2 separate regions of the Arachis hypogaea genome follow, and region 2 is linked to region 1. A link is a contact called in public Hi-C data. All regions are on one chromosome and are shown on one strand. The core of a region is the stretch at or near the end of the contact, and the rest is flanking DNA. Distances in the headings are between cores, read along the strand shown. Region 1 has its middle 16 kb from the start of LOC112755222. Region 2 holds the start of LOC140180387 (cation/H(+) antiporter 15-like).

Region 1 (6,545 bases), core at 3,644-6,143:
TTATGGATTGGTATTGAGGTGCAACTAATTAGAGGTGAAAATTAAGTATGTTTAGCATATGTAATTTAAATTTCAGGACTGTCAATGTTTTACTAAGTGAATTATGGGACTTGAAAGAGGATATGCTCATTGGCTTTTAAAACAGAATTCTGCAGAAAATTACTCAACTTCCAAGTAACATAACTTTCTCATTAAAAATGGTATTGACCTGGAACCAATTGCAAAAGAAATCTGGATGAGAGAAGTTGAAGCATGTTAATTTTAAGGTCATTGGATTTAACTTGGATTTTATATTGAATTTTGAATATCACATGCTGCTGTTGTTTTCTGATTTTTAAGCACTGCAGAGCATTTTTCTTCTATTCTCGAAGCTAGAATAAGTGAAAAATTATGATTTTTAGTTTAATAGAAAGCTTAATCCAAAATGGTCGTATGGATATAAAGTTTGTGCAATTCCGAGTTTATTTGATATTTTAAAAACAAGATTGTAATTTGGCTGCCGATGATTGTTTTGGTGACTACCTTGGGTATGAGATTTAAGAATTGATTTTTATACTATTATCAAATGTTTTTGAGAGTATATTGTTGTAACAATTGCTGATAAAAGGCTGGTGAAATGTTGAGGATGAGAGTGACTATGATGAGGTTAAAAGTGAGCTGGACACTATATTCCAGGGACTTAGTTTATTTAAAGAGTTTTGTCCCGGCAAGGACGGTGGTTTGATCCCGCTTGTCGTGGTTATTGTGCATATGCAGGGATGGTGGTTTTATCCCACCTGCAATAAGGATGGAGGTTCTACTCCGCTCACGTATGGGTGAATTGTTTAGCAAGGACAGTGGTGTGATCCTGCTTGCATATTGTTTTATGTTGGGCAAGGACGGTGGTTTAATCCCGCTTGCAGATTGATTTGTGAATGCAACCCGAGCAATGATGGTGGTGTAATCCCGCTTGTTCGAGGTGTCCAGTAAGGATGATGGTTTAATCCCGCTTACTGTGGAGGAAAGGACGATGGTTTAATCCCGCTTGCGTGTTCCGAGCAAGGATGGTGGTTTAATCCCGCTTGTTTATGGAACCTACGGATAAGGATGGTCGTTTAATCCCGCTTATCCGAGTCGGGTCTGGCAACATAACCGACGCGTGAGCTCATGGCCAGTAGGACAGGCATGCATCATTTGTATCTATGTGACATTGATTGGGTGTGTTTATTGTACATGTGGTTTGCCTATGTGATTATCTTTATTTAACTGCTATTTGTTATAATTTCTGTAATTGAATCTTGTTGTGCTTGAACTTCATTATTTGTGTTTGCTATTATTGTGCTATTTTGAGACCTTGTATATATAGAAGTTGAGATGATATGGGGTGAACTTGAGACTGAAAGAAACATGATAAGTAAAAGGTGAGAGAACTAATAAGAGATAGTTTAAGAACTTGAGGTTTATTGGAGAGAGAAAAGTCGAATGAAAATCAAAGGTGCGTGAGTGTAGTTAGTTAGTATATTTCTGGTTTCTGGTTTAGTATACCTTACTGTTTTCTGGTTTAGTATATTTCTAGGCTTAGATTTCTTTGTTGTTGAAGTGTTAGGATTGCCTAGAGGTTTCGTGTAGTCTTTACATAGTCTCTGCTTTGGAACTGTTACCCCTATTGAAAACCCCGAAAGGGATGATGTTCTCACCCGTTTCGGGGATTTTCATCTTACAGGTATTGGACGTGATACACCTTGTTGAGCATGCAGATTTTGCTTTTAGGAAGCGAAGATTGTCTTTTAGGAATTTTACTTTTGCTTAGATATTTTAAATATTCTCCACTACTGTGTTTTATAACTTATATATCCCTGTTAGAGGTTGATTATGGAGAAACATGATTTATGTTTATGATTTTTAGTCCTACTTTCGGGTTGTATTATATTAACTAGTCGGCCTTATCTTCGCAGGTTAAGACTAGTGTTGTTATGTATACTTTTTGAATCATATATATATATATATATATATATATATATATATATATATATATATTTATTCTTCGGTCATTTTTGGTTATGTATATCGCCAGTTTCTGAGTATGATGCGATTTTGCTTATGTCTTTTCTTCATGGGCTCCTAGTATATCAAATTCCTTCCATTATATACGTATGAATTTTATTTTTAAAAGTTGTGATACTTCACCACCATTGATTTACGACCTAGGCGTAAAGCTCTATGTGGTAGGGTGTTACATTATGGTATCAGAGACGGAGCCTGGATCGATGTGCCTGCAAGGGCGCTGGGCTCTCTTAGGGGGGTGGATTGTAAGGTCCCACGTTGGTTGGGGAGGGGAACGAATCATGCCTTATAAGGGTGTGGATACCTCTTCCTAGCATGACGCATTTTGACGAGTGAGCGCGGGGGGCTTTGACTATCGTCCCTATCGTCAAAGGCAAAACCGTGAGGCCTTGTGTGCCAAAGCGGACAATATCGTGCTAGCGGGTGATCTGGGCTGTTACACAAATAGTATTTTTATTTTATGAAATACAATTTATATAACGGAAAAACACGTATGTATACACCAAAATTAGCCACTACAATAAAATACATGTTAAAATACAAATATATATTGAAAATAAATTGAACAACATATATATTTATTCACAAAAATATATTAATGGCTGATTTTAGTGTACAAATAATATTTATGATATATTTTTACAGAGTTGTGCTACATGCACACCAATTTCAGCCACTAATTTCAGCCACTGTATACATACATAAGTACAGATTTTAAAAAAATTAAAAACAAAGTCCACTCTTGCTCTTTACACGCACTGAAACCTACCTCCCTCTTTCTCCTTCCCTCACTCTCACTCTCAGGCGCGATTCTCCTTCCACATTCTCACTCCCAAGCGTGATTCTCCTTCCCTCTCTCTCCGGCGACACAATTTTCCTTTGCTCTCTCTTCAATGTGGCACGATTCTTCTTCGCTCTCTCTCAAGTGCGGTTGTGATACTCTTTCTTCTCTCTTAAGCACGATGCTCTCTGTCTCAGGCGCGAACTTCTTTGACTTCATTTTTCTTGTATTATTCTGCAAGGTAAGCTTCTATTCCTTGTGTTTTTTATTATTGCACTTTCGATTTTAGGTCACATGCTTCATTTTAGGTCACATGCTCCTTGAAACAATAATACAAGTTCTAATGATACAAGTGACGAGGATGAGAACAACTTTTATGACAAAAAATGAAACATTGGTTCAAAGGTGCATCAACTACTCATATAAGTCCTTGAGTTGATGTTGTAGCAACTGGTTGACAACTTTCCTTGTTGCAAGCTAGCTTATCAATGTGTTTTAGCATATTCTACTTTCTTCTCTTTATGTTTTTGTAATTTGATTATTGCATATTCTACTTAGTTCATTGTTTCGGACTACAATCTAAAATGTTAATGTGTTATGATCTCAATTTTAAAGTGTTTTTTACTTGATAAATTGTGAAAGCATTATCAACTAGGTTTTATTTTTTAGTATTGGATTTTTTTGTCAATAATTCTTTGTTTTTGTGATCCTAAAATCATTTGACAAATTTAAATCTTCAACCATTGTTGCTTGTGTCTTGTGTTGGACGTCTACATTTGATTTGAGAGTTACCTTTTCTTGGATTTGTCATGCTGAAGGTTTTCTCATAACAAGATTTTGCTCTATAATTTAGACCCTGTTTGAATATAGTTTAGTTATAGCATTGAACTTTGATTTCGATTATTGAGTTTGATTATTACTATGAGCTTGTTTGATTATAACCGAATTTTGTATTATGATTTAAAGCGTGTTTGATTAAAATCTAATTATAGTATATGAGTTAGGTTAATTATGATAAATGTTTCTTTCCCTCTTCTGAGCGAGGTTGAGGCCTCCGCTGCTTCCGCTTTGCTTGTGTTCAGTTTGTGGTGGGGAGCTAATCAAAGCTCAAAAGAAAAAAAGAAGAAGGATATTTTTTTTCTGCTACAGATGACTTCTTCAAAGACGTTGACTCAAAGCAGCAGCAACATGAATTTTCAAATGCAAATACACATAAGAAGACATCTTATCTAGAACGTAGTATATTATGAGAAGTTCAACATCACACCATTAGAGAGCTTAGGTGTTTATTGGAAATTTTTATCATTATTTATACTTGATTCTTTTACCATATTATATTCTCCTATACTAGGAAACAGAATTATATAAAATTGATTATGTGTGTAACACATGTTGCCGTTTCTCCAATTATCCTCTATGTATGAAAGAATTTGTAGAGACTTGTAGGCTTGTAGCTACTCTTGTGATGAATCAATCATTTGAATCGTTAGTTCCCTTATGATCTTTAATCTTTTCTGTGGTAGTTTCAATGTAACAAGATTTTGTACTATAATTTAGAGCATATTTGATTATAATATGATTATAGTATTAAACTTTGATTTCGATTATTGAGTTTGATTATTATCATAGATGTGTTTGATTATAATAAGATTTTGTATTATGATTTAGAGTGTGTTTGATTATATTATGATTATAGCATGAGTTTGAACTCTAGTTTGAATGCTAAGTTTGATTATTATCTTGAGTGCGTTTGATTATAACTGAATTTTATAATATAAATTTGGAGTGTATTTGATTATACTCTAATTATAGCATGAATTTGAACTTTGATTTGGATGATTCTTGTGTTTAGTTATTACTTTGAACACATTTGATTATAATCGAATTTTGTAATATGACTTAAAACGTGTTTGATTATAATATAATTAAAACATCAGTTTGAACTTTGATTTGAATTCATAAGTTTATTATAATTGGATTATAGTTAAAATAACTGATGACGATTAAGACTTAGGACACACACTCTTCAACACAAAAACTAAAAGAAAACAAAAAGTGACACATTTTATGGGCTAAGATTCAAGATATATATTCACTTTTTAATGTTCAATGAGTATATCTCCATAATCTGTTGTTGGGTTTAGCAAACAATAATAATATTTTTGGTAATGATAAACATAATTGTAAATGGGTTGATAGCCCAAAAGTGTTGTGATGTGTCATTTAGTGTTACAGGCTTAAGCGTTAGTATGCAGCCCAAAACAACGAAACTAAGCACCTGAACCATAGCTACTTGGATCAAGCTTTCATTCCAGCGCATTGACTTCATGAAAAGAATAACATCTAGTTGATGGTGGTGTTATGATGATTCAGGTATGGCACAAAGAAGAAAGAGAATATCATTTTCCCATTAAGCACGAAAGAGGAAGAAAGAAAAAACAAAATTTTGGTGGCTATGTCAAATTAAAATTAGAGCCAAAAGCACAATGTTCGAGTAAAGTTAAATCAAAAGAAAAAGGTAAAATATTTTCATAAATATACAAGTTAATTACTTGTTGATTTCACCTTCTCTTCTGCAAAATCATTTCGGGTAACATGAAGAAAGTGGAGGTTACTTTAATCTTCTATGAATTAATAATTTTTGGGGTCAAAGCACTAGATTAAGGGTTTGGATTTGGATTTGAAAAATTCATCAAAGAAGCAAGTTGCTATTGCTTATCTCTCCTCTGTTATGCTTAACTTTGATATCTAATCCCTGATTTTCTGGTCTAATGGAAGAAAAAGAAAGGGAGACTTCAGCTGGCTCAAGATTCAAGGAGCTGACTTTGGGAAGCAAGTCCTAGATATGGAAACAGAACTGAATACAAAAAAAATTAATTTTAGTTTTGTTCAAGGAGAGAGAATCAGAAACAGTGTTTGATTGAGAGCTTCTCTACTGTTCTTGCTCAACGTTTTGAACAATATTTCTACATCAAAAAAATATTTTGCCAAGATGAAGAGCTTCACATGAGAGGGCTAAATCTGGTTCATCTTATAGCTTCAGAGTTGTTTAACATCATCTCCTTTATGGTCAATCATTGAATATTTTGTTTGTATGTTTTATCTTTTTTTGTTTCACTTTAGTGGTAAAAGCCATATATGTAAGACATTAAGAAAAAACCATTGAAAGAAAAGGAAAAGAGAGGTACTTAGAGAGAAAAGCTAAGATGTATGGCTTATCTCTTTTGATTGTATTTCTGTTTCGTATCATGTACTCGTGAGATATCTTTTTCTAAGTTGGGTGAGTACTTAGTGTGTTGAGAGTCTAGAAAATGAACTTAGCCAAGTCAAGCTTAGATAGATGCTTGATTTGTCCCTGATAGGATTAGGTTGAATCCTTGGGAATTGGTGTATGTAATACTTAAAAAGATAGTGAAAATTCTACCATTTTTGTGGTAGAGACTGGATGTAAACTGCATTGTACAAGGTAGCTGAACTAGGATACATGACTGTGTCATCTTCTTCTTTCTTGCTCTGATTCTGTTTTCAAGTGTTATGAGACAAAATAAAATTGTCTCCTGCATAATCAATCTCGTAGTCTAAACAGAAGCCTGGATTTTTTTCTGGTTTGAGGATTAATTAATCAAGTTTAAAAGAAGGCCATAGATTCAACCCCCTCCTCTAGGCCATCAAGAACCTTCAATTGGTATCAGAACTTGGAGAAAAAGTCAAATGGCTAACA
Region 2 (7,420 bases), core at 2,517-5,016, 59 kb before region 1:
TTTATAGTGCCAACTTTACGCTTCTCATCTTTCAATTTTTAAAAGCGGGTACAATTACCGAACTTGAACACGATACGAATTTTTTATTTTTCAAATTTAAATTAATAGATCATAATTTAATCTAAAATTTTTATGTACTCTTTTTGAATACTAATTGATCAAACATATCCATTTTAATCTCTCCCACCAACTTTTTTATGTAAACGAGATACGTGCAAAATTATTTCGTTTATAATGAGATGAGAGAAGAATATTTATTTCAATAAATATTTTTTAAATTATTTATTTCGGAAATTATTATATTTATTTAATTATAAAAATAAAAAATCCGATTCTCAAATCCCACTTAAATTCTAAAGGGTTTTGCAGGTGATAACTTTTACATATTTGTAGCGGATTTGTGGTGGATTTGGAATAAGTGCTCGTCTGCTTTCTCAGTTAGTTTCAAAGTGTGTGCTATGGCGAAAACTTTCAAATTAGGAAAAATTTTCAAAACCCATAAACTGATTCAACTGCCTCCTAGCTTATGGTCTTGACTTGAGCATGGATTTTTGAAATTGAACTGTGACAGAAATGTATTTAAGGAAGAAGAGCTGGCGGGATTTGGTTATGTTCTACGAGGTGAATATGGCAATTGGATTCATGCCAGGAGTTAGTGTTCTTTGTGCAGAAATTTGGGTGATTTGGAATAGTCTGTTGATGACTTCAGAAATTGGTGCCAAGCATATTATCTGTTAGGTGGACTAATGGATACATTTCTTCTTGTTAGTCATTGTTGCTTCCCTGGTAAACATGAAGAGACGGCTTTGCTACAAAAGATTTTCGAACTCAAGAACCATAGAAGTTAGGAATTGTGTTTTGTGTTAATACAGCAAAATGCAAATAATGTTGCTGACTGGTTAGCAAAATTTGGGGCACATAGTAATTGTAATACAGGAAATTGACTACAATCACCATATTGCTCATGGATAACATAATTTAGGCGACTCATCCTTGTTTTGTTTATTGCTGTTTTTGTTTCGCTTTCTTTTCTTTTTTTATTAGCCTCAGCTTACCAAAAAAGTATGCTTACATGGGGTAGACCCACTATCAATCACGGATAATACAGTGATATTATGAAGTAATAATTGAATAAAAAACGGAGGTTGGTGACCATTCATGAACTATTCCTAATGGAGTTAGCATTCTCACTCTGCAATAACATATTTTAATGAGTAAATCACAATTTCAGACCATTAAAAATGTCAGATAAAACTAACCATTACAGGCTAAAACTAACAAAACCTTAATCATAGGTTAATTTTGTTTAAAATGCCATTATTACCCTTTACTCCTTTTCCTTCCCCTTTCTTTTTCTTCTACCTCTTCCTCTTCTAAAATTCTCCAAAAATCGGTGCCATTATCATCACCAACAACACCAACACAATATCCATCATCACCCAACATACACAAACCCTAAAATTTTCAAATCTGAAATTATAATTAATCAAAACAATTTTGCAGCAAAGTTTAGAATCTACAACTATGAGAAAGCTAAAAACGAAGAGTTGGAACAAGAACAAGAAAACGAAGAACAAGAGGAAGAGGAATTGGAGTAGGAGGAAGATGAATAGTTCAGCTTCAGTTTTCCTATCCCATGATTTCGCCAGTTTCCGCCGATAATGTATTCGATAATGGCTAGATCGACCTTCGATCAGAATCTTCTTTTTTTTTTCTTAGACGAGTATGAATACGAGGCAAAACATAACTATGGCCCCTGTAGATGGAACAACAATGCGGCGAGGCTCCATTTCCTCATCGGCGGCTTTGATGGCTGCAGTACCAAAGAGCCTTATTATGAGTTGTTGCTGAAGATAACGATGAAGATCCAAAGTTATTAACTTTCGGTGGTTAATCTCAATGGGTTTGCTTCAATTTCATCTTCTGACATCTCCATAGGTGAGGAAGCTAACTCATTAATAGTTGCATTTGGATGATAGGTGGCAATCATCAAAACTATGTTTCTACAAAACTGAACCTGACCATGGAAGTCTTTAGCAGAAAGATGTTAATTGAAATCCAAAGATTTGAACTTTGAGAAACATTTGATGATGGGTGTTCACTGTTCATCGAAGTCTCAGTTTTGGTTCATGGCTTCCAGTTAAGTCTTGGTACTTTTTTGCATTTTTGCAAATTATATGATGAATTTGGGATTTAAATTATGACTAATTTCTCAATGGATGCATCTAAGGTTAAGTCTAAATTGGAAGGTAATATTGTTAATACACATCCAAATGGTTCAACTCTTGCATCCAGTTAGATCAAGGAAGAGGTAGAAAGGAAAGAGACAAGGAAAAAAGAGTTAAGTCTCAGTTTAGTATTTGATATTGGGGAGTTGCACCTATTTAGTTTCTCTTTTCAATTGCTATAATAGAAGTATCAATTTTATAATATATTTAAATTTTTTTTCGAACTAAGGAATAGTATTTTTTTTTTGTGCTATTTAATTATTTTTTTAAATAATATTTCAGCTGTTTTGTTCATATATTTTTTGTAATCTTTTTTAAAGAAATTTTGAATGTGTTTTTTAAAATGTAATTCAATTGCCTGTGTGTTCTAAAGTCTTTTTTAATGGATGAAGGATGTTATTTTAAAGATTTTTTCACGGTTGTTACAAATTATATTTTATTATTATTATGTTAATTGATGTTATTATCAAAGGTTTAGTGTTTTTTTTTCATACTATTTCGGCTATTTTTTAAATATATTTTCTGGAGTCTTTTATAAGATAATTTCGGAATCATTTTTTACTATGTATTTTAATGGTTTTTGGCCTTAGTGTTCTATATTCTTGTCTTTTATGCAAGGTTTTGAAAACCGGACCGGTCATCAAACCGTTCTAATGACTGGTTCACTGGTTTACAGGTCCAACCGGTCTAACCAGTGATTCAACCGGAAAAACCGTTTTAAAATAAAATAATAAATAAATTATAACCAATACATAAAATATCTGTTCCTATATTTTGCATTGTTCTGTTCTTGTATGATATGTGCCTTTTTCTTGGCTTGTGGATCAATGCCACTGTGTGTGAGATGATTGTTGTCATCAGAATTGTTACAAGAACCATGATTGAAAATACTTCATCGCCCAATACCTACTTACATACATAATGAATTGAATCAATAATATGCATGATGGGTATACGTGAATTAATTTATAAAAAGTTAAAACATGCATCATATAATTGAGCACTATAATTTCAATGAAGCCTTTAGTATTCATAAGCAGACCAAGAATTACACCTTCCATGACAGGTATTTGGAATAGGAGAGAAACAACAAGAGGAACCATCAAGACCACAAATCCCCATCTAGTGGTTCCCTTGATCAAGGTGAGATTAGTCTTGAGGCCACTGATAGCAAAGAAGAGAGGTAGCAGAAGGCCAGAAACAAAGTCCTCAAGCTTCTCAATGATAGCAGCAGCAAGTGGTCCATTTGGAATAACCAAACCATAAACAAATGCACCAAACACAGCATGTGCCTCAAGTGCATCAGTGATAAAAGCAGAGATCATAACACCAGTAAGTACAATGCATATCTGTGTTTCACTGAAGGGTTGTTCCTCTGGGGTTTTATGTATCATCCATGACACCAGAGGCCTAAAAACAAGAATGCAAACAACAACAAATGCAAGACTTGACAATAGAACCCAGAGAGAAGCATAAGAATAACGAGCTTTCCTCTCTGACAAGGCAATGCCTACAGCTAACAAAGCCCAAGCACACATGTCATAGACAAAACAGCAACCAGCAATTACAAAACATTACAAGAAAATTTCAACAAAAATTTCAGAAATTAAAAAAACTAAAACAGAGTAGCAGAACTAAATCAATTATTTGATTTCAAAAAATCCATTCACAATTTCACATTCAGCTATCAGTAAACAGAGCATAAAAGGAAGAAGAACCGAAATGATGAAAGTAGGGCCACTAACCTTCGACGGAGAGAAGGACGGCGAGCGGCGAGACGACGGAGAGCGGAGACCCAACGGCGAACTGCTCCAAGCCTCGAACAGAGAAGCAGAGGAAGAGAGGGCTTGGGTTCTGGACAGGGGGAAGAGGAAGAAGCGGAGGCGCTGACAATACGGACGGCGGCGACACTGCGGTAGAACTATTGAGGAAGAACCTAGGGCTAGGGTTTTGAAGCGCGGCGATGGAAGCGCGGCTGAGCAGACAAAGACGACGGACGCCGAACTCGAGGAAGCAACCGCGATCGGTGACAGCGAACAGGGGTTGAAGACTTGGAGTACGAGAGAAGCTAGATGACGGATGGCAAACTTTGAGTGCGACGGACGGCGGCAGTATGCCACTCCTTGTGGCGGTGGTGTAGGCTTACAGTGCTAGGGTTTTGTGGTTGGGGTTGTGTGATTTCTGACTGAAAGAAAGGGAGAACGGGAGAATGGGAGAAAGAAACGAAGAGCTTCCCTTTTTGTGTAAACCGGCCGGGTTCCGGTTCGGTCTGACCGGCCGGTTCTCGTCTGGTTCAACGGTTTTTTGTCGGTTTACTGATTATCGGTTTTATATGCCTGACCGGACTATTAATATTATCGGTTCGCAGTTAAACCGGTCCGACCGGCCGGTCCGGTCCGATTTTCAGAACCTTGTTTTTATGTGTTATGGATGTTAGTTTAAGGATCTTTTTAATTGTAATGCATATACAAACCTAAAACTTTTACATACACAAACCTTTGTTTAATCTATTCTATTATATAAAAATCGGATGTCTGCACTTAATGATGAAGCTGACATGGCATATTTCGAAGAATGTTTTTCGATTTAATTGTTTTAACTCATTCAATATAATTTATTGCACTGACTTAATTATATCAACTAATTGATTTGATTAGATATTTAAATATTAATATAATTAATATAATTTATTATAATTTATATTACTTAATTAATTATATTACATTAATTATAATTCGTTATATTAGTGAATTAGTCTTTTCATTTATAAAGTCTAAAATAAAATAAATAAATTGTTATTATTCTAATTAAATTTATTTATATACTATGTATGAATTAACGTTAATTCATAAAACATAGAACTTGTGGATTGTGATAAAAACGCAAATCAGAAAAAAAAACGCATATAATTATAGAAGAATTAAATTTATCCTCTTTATTTATTTTTAACCATCGTTTTAGATTTTAATTTTTTTTAAAACCAGTGATAGTGAAATTTTATTGATGCTAGATAAAATTATAAATTTTTGCTCTTTCAATCAAATCATACCACATACAAAAATAAATTAAATAAATCGAATTTGTATTTCTATATAAATCGAATTGAATAAATTCGATTTAGACAAATACATAGTAAATTGAATTCATAAGGTTCGAATTATATGTAACTTCTGAATAATTATAATGTTATGGGTATTTTATATAAAAATTAATACAAAAATAATTTAAATTCTATACAATATATTTTTTGTGTATTTATGAGCTATTAAAAATGAATGAAAAAATATTGTATGAAATTTGAATTTTTTTGTATGGGTTGTTGTATAAAATACTAATATCATTATATTATTTATTTTGAAATAGAGTACAACTAAGATTTTACTAACAATTTTAAATAAAATATTTTTATAAAGTTTTAAAATTTTTTATTATGAGCACTTTTTGTAATTATTATAAATAATTTTATAAAATTTAAAAATGGCTTAATAGATGTTATGAGTAAACCGTCTGACAAAAAAACTGATTATAAAACCGGTCGTATATGTGATTAATCGGTGAACCATTAGAACTGGTCGATTTTTTTAAAGGGTTTCCAGTTTGTTAATAACTCCTCCAAACGGTGCCGTTTTGACTTAAAAAAAAAAACTGATTCCCCAACGGCTTAAGCCCATAACCCATTCCCACTCCCACACTCCTCTCCTCTCCTCTCTGAAATTGACGTGAAATTTTGAAATTGAAAGAAGAATCCTAGCTCCCCAAATCGCGAGCCCGCAGCCGCCGCAGTGTCAGACTGAGAGAGAGCGTGCTGAGATAAAAGAAGAAACTATTATAGTTAAAGCAATAGCAGAGGCTGAAGGTCAAGCGCATGAAGCAATTGGCTGAGGATCATAAAAGGAGAATGCTTATAGAACGGATGCAGGGTGAAAGAGATAAATGGCTTGCTGCGATCAACACATCCTTTGGTCATATTGAAGGTATGCAACTGTTAACAAACCTTTTGGGAATTATATCAGATTAAGAAACAAAAAATTGGTGCTATATATCAAATCTTATTCTCATACCCTTTTTATTCTGTACGTCTTGAAATGCCAGTATTTATGATACAGAATGATTTGCCAACATACAAAAATAAAATAATTTCATGCCTTTTCGAAACTTCTTGTGATTTACAGTACTTAATTATTGCATGTAAATACGGTGATTTCCTCTTCAGCATATATTACTTCTTATTTTGATTTTTCAAAATTAAACCCTATTTTGCCATGTAAATAAAACACAATAAATGTTGGCCGTTAATTTCTATCCTAATTTTGATAATTATTTTATTTTATTGATATGATTCAGATTCTTTAATCCTGAATAGTCCAAAAACTTTCGTCTTTTTTCTTAGTTGGATTTTGATAGAAACGTCAAAATTTTTGCAATCCTTACCAATACTGGGGCTGAACAGTGCTGTGACTCTCTATAAATATAGCATGGATGATCACCATACTTACTGTTTATCTGTAGTGAAATTCATAATATTTGAGTAATTTTGTTGTGGCAGGTAGCAATGGCAGCTAGGTGAGTTCATGTGCCATGTGGTGAATTTTACAATATTTTTTTTTATCTTTCACTAAATATGAGGACTTTGATTTTTAGGTATGATCTCATCAAGTGTATCAATGCTGGTCCAAAGTATAAGGTGTGAAAACTCAAAGTACGTGTCATTAGACTTTGGACCGTTTCTCACTTTACAAATTCTGGGGTGAAGGCACCTATTGAGATGGTTGTCCTTGATGAAGAGATAAAATCTTCTCTTTGCATTTGAGATTTATTTTTGTAATGAATGAGCAATAAACCTCATTTATCTATGACTCTATAAAACTAATGCATTCAGGGGGATACAATTCAATGCTCTATTAAAGGCATATTTGTTCCTATCTTCGAGGACCTACTCGTTGAGGGCAACGTGTACGTAGTCAATAATTTTGTAGTTACTTTGACTACCATCAAGTTTAAGCCTACTAGACACGAATTTAGAATCAACTTCAAGAGGGGCACGATTGTGCGTCCGGTACAAGACTCTTCAGTTCCATTGAACGGATTCAATTTTGTTCCGTTAAAAAAAATTCATGCAGAGTCTAAAAAAGATAGTTATTTAGTTGGTAAGTACTTTGTTAGAGTAATCTATAACGCATGTGTTGTTTAAT

The links. A called contact is a pair of places that touch in the nucleus more often than the background predicts.
Region 2: a contact with region 1 is called in a Hi-C map of leaf, with 3 times the contacts expected there. The contact joins the promoter of LOC140180387 here to the enhancer-like site in region 1. A contact is called at or near these places in 2 of 8 Hi-C or Micro-C datasets (leaf and an unstated tissue).

Annotation. Positions count from the first base shown.
Region 1 is chr16:137,981,314-137,987,858 of arahy.Tifrunner.gnm2.J5K5, reverse strand. No RefSeq gene overlaps it. Among protein-coding and RNA genes, the nearest start is that of LOC112755222, 16 kb to the left of the region's middle. Within about 2 kb of position 4,893, at least 3 of the 3 cell types and tissues checked have open chromatin away from gene starts, as enhancers often do.
Region 2 is chr16:138,038,470-138,045,889 of arahy.Tifrunner.gnm2.J5K5, reverse strand. LOC140180387 (cation/H(+) antiporter 15-like) reads right to left here and starts at 3,766. Exons shown (of 2, transcript XM_072221288.1): 1 at 3,283-3,766; 2 at 2,819-3,134. The coding sequence starts at 3,766. The coding sequence ends at 3,121. It overlaps LOC140180388 (a long non-coding RNA gene), which reads left to right and starts at 1,074. Exons shown (of 2, transcript XR_011874589.1): 1 at 1,074-2,139; 2 at 3,295-4,723.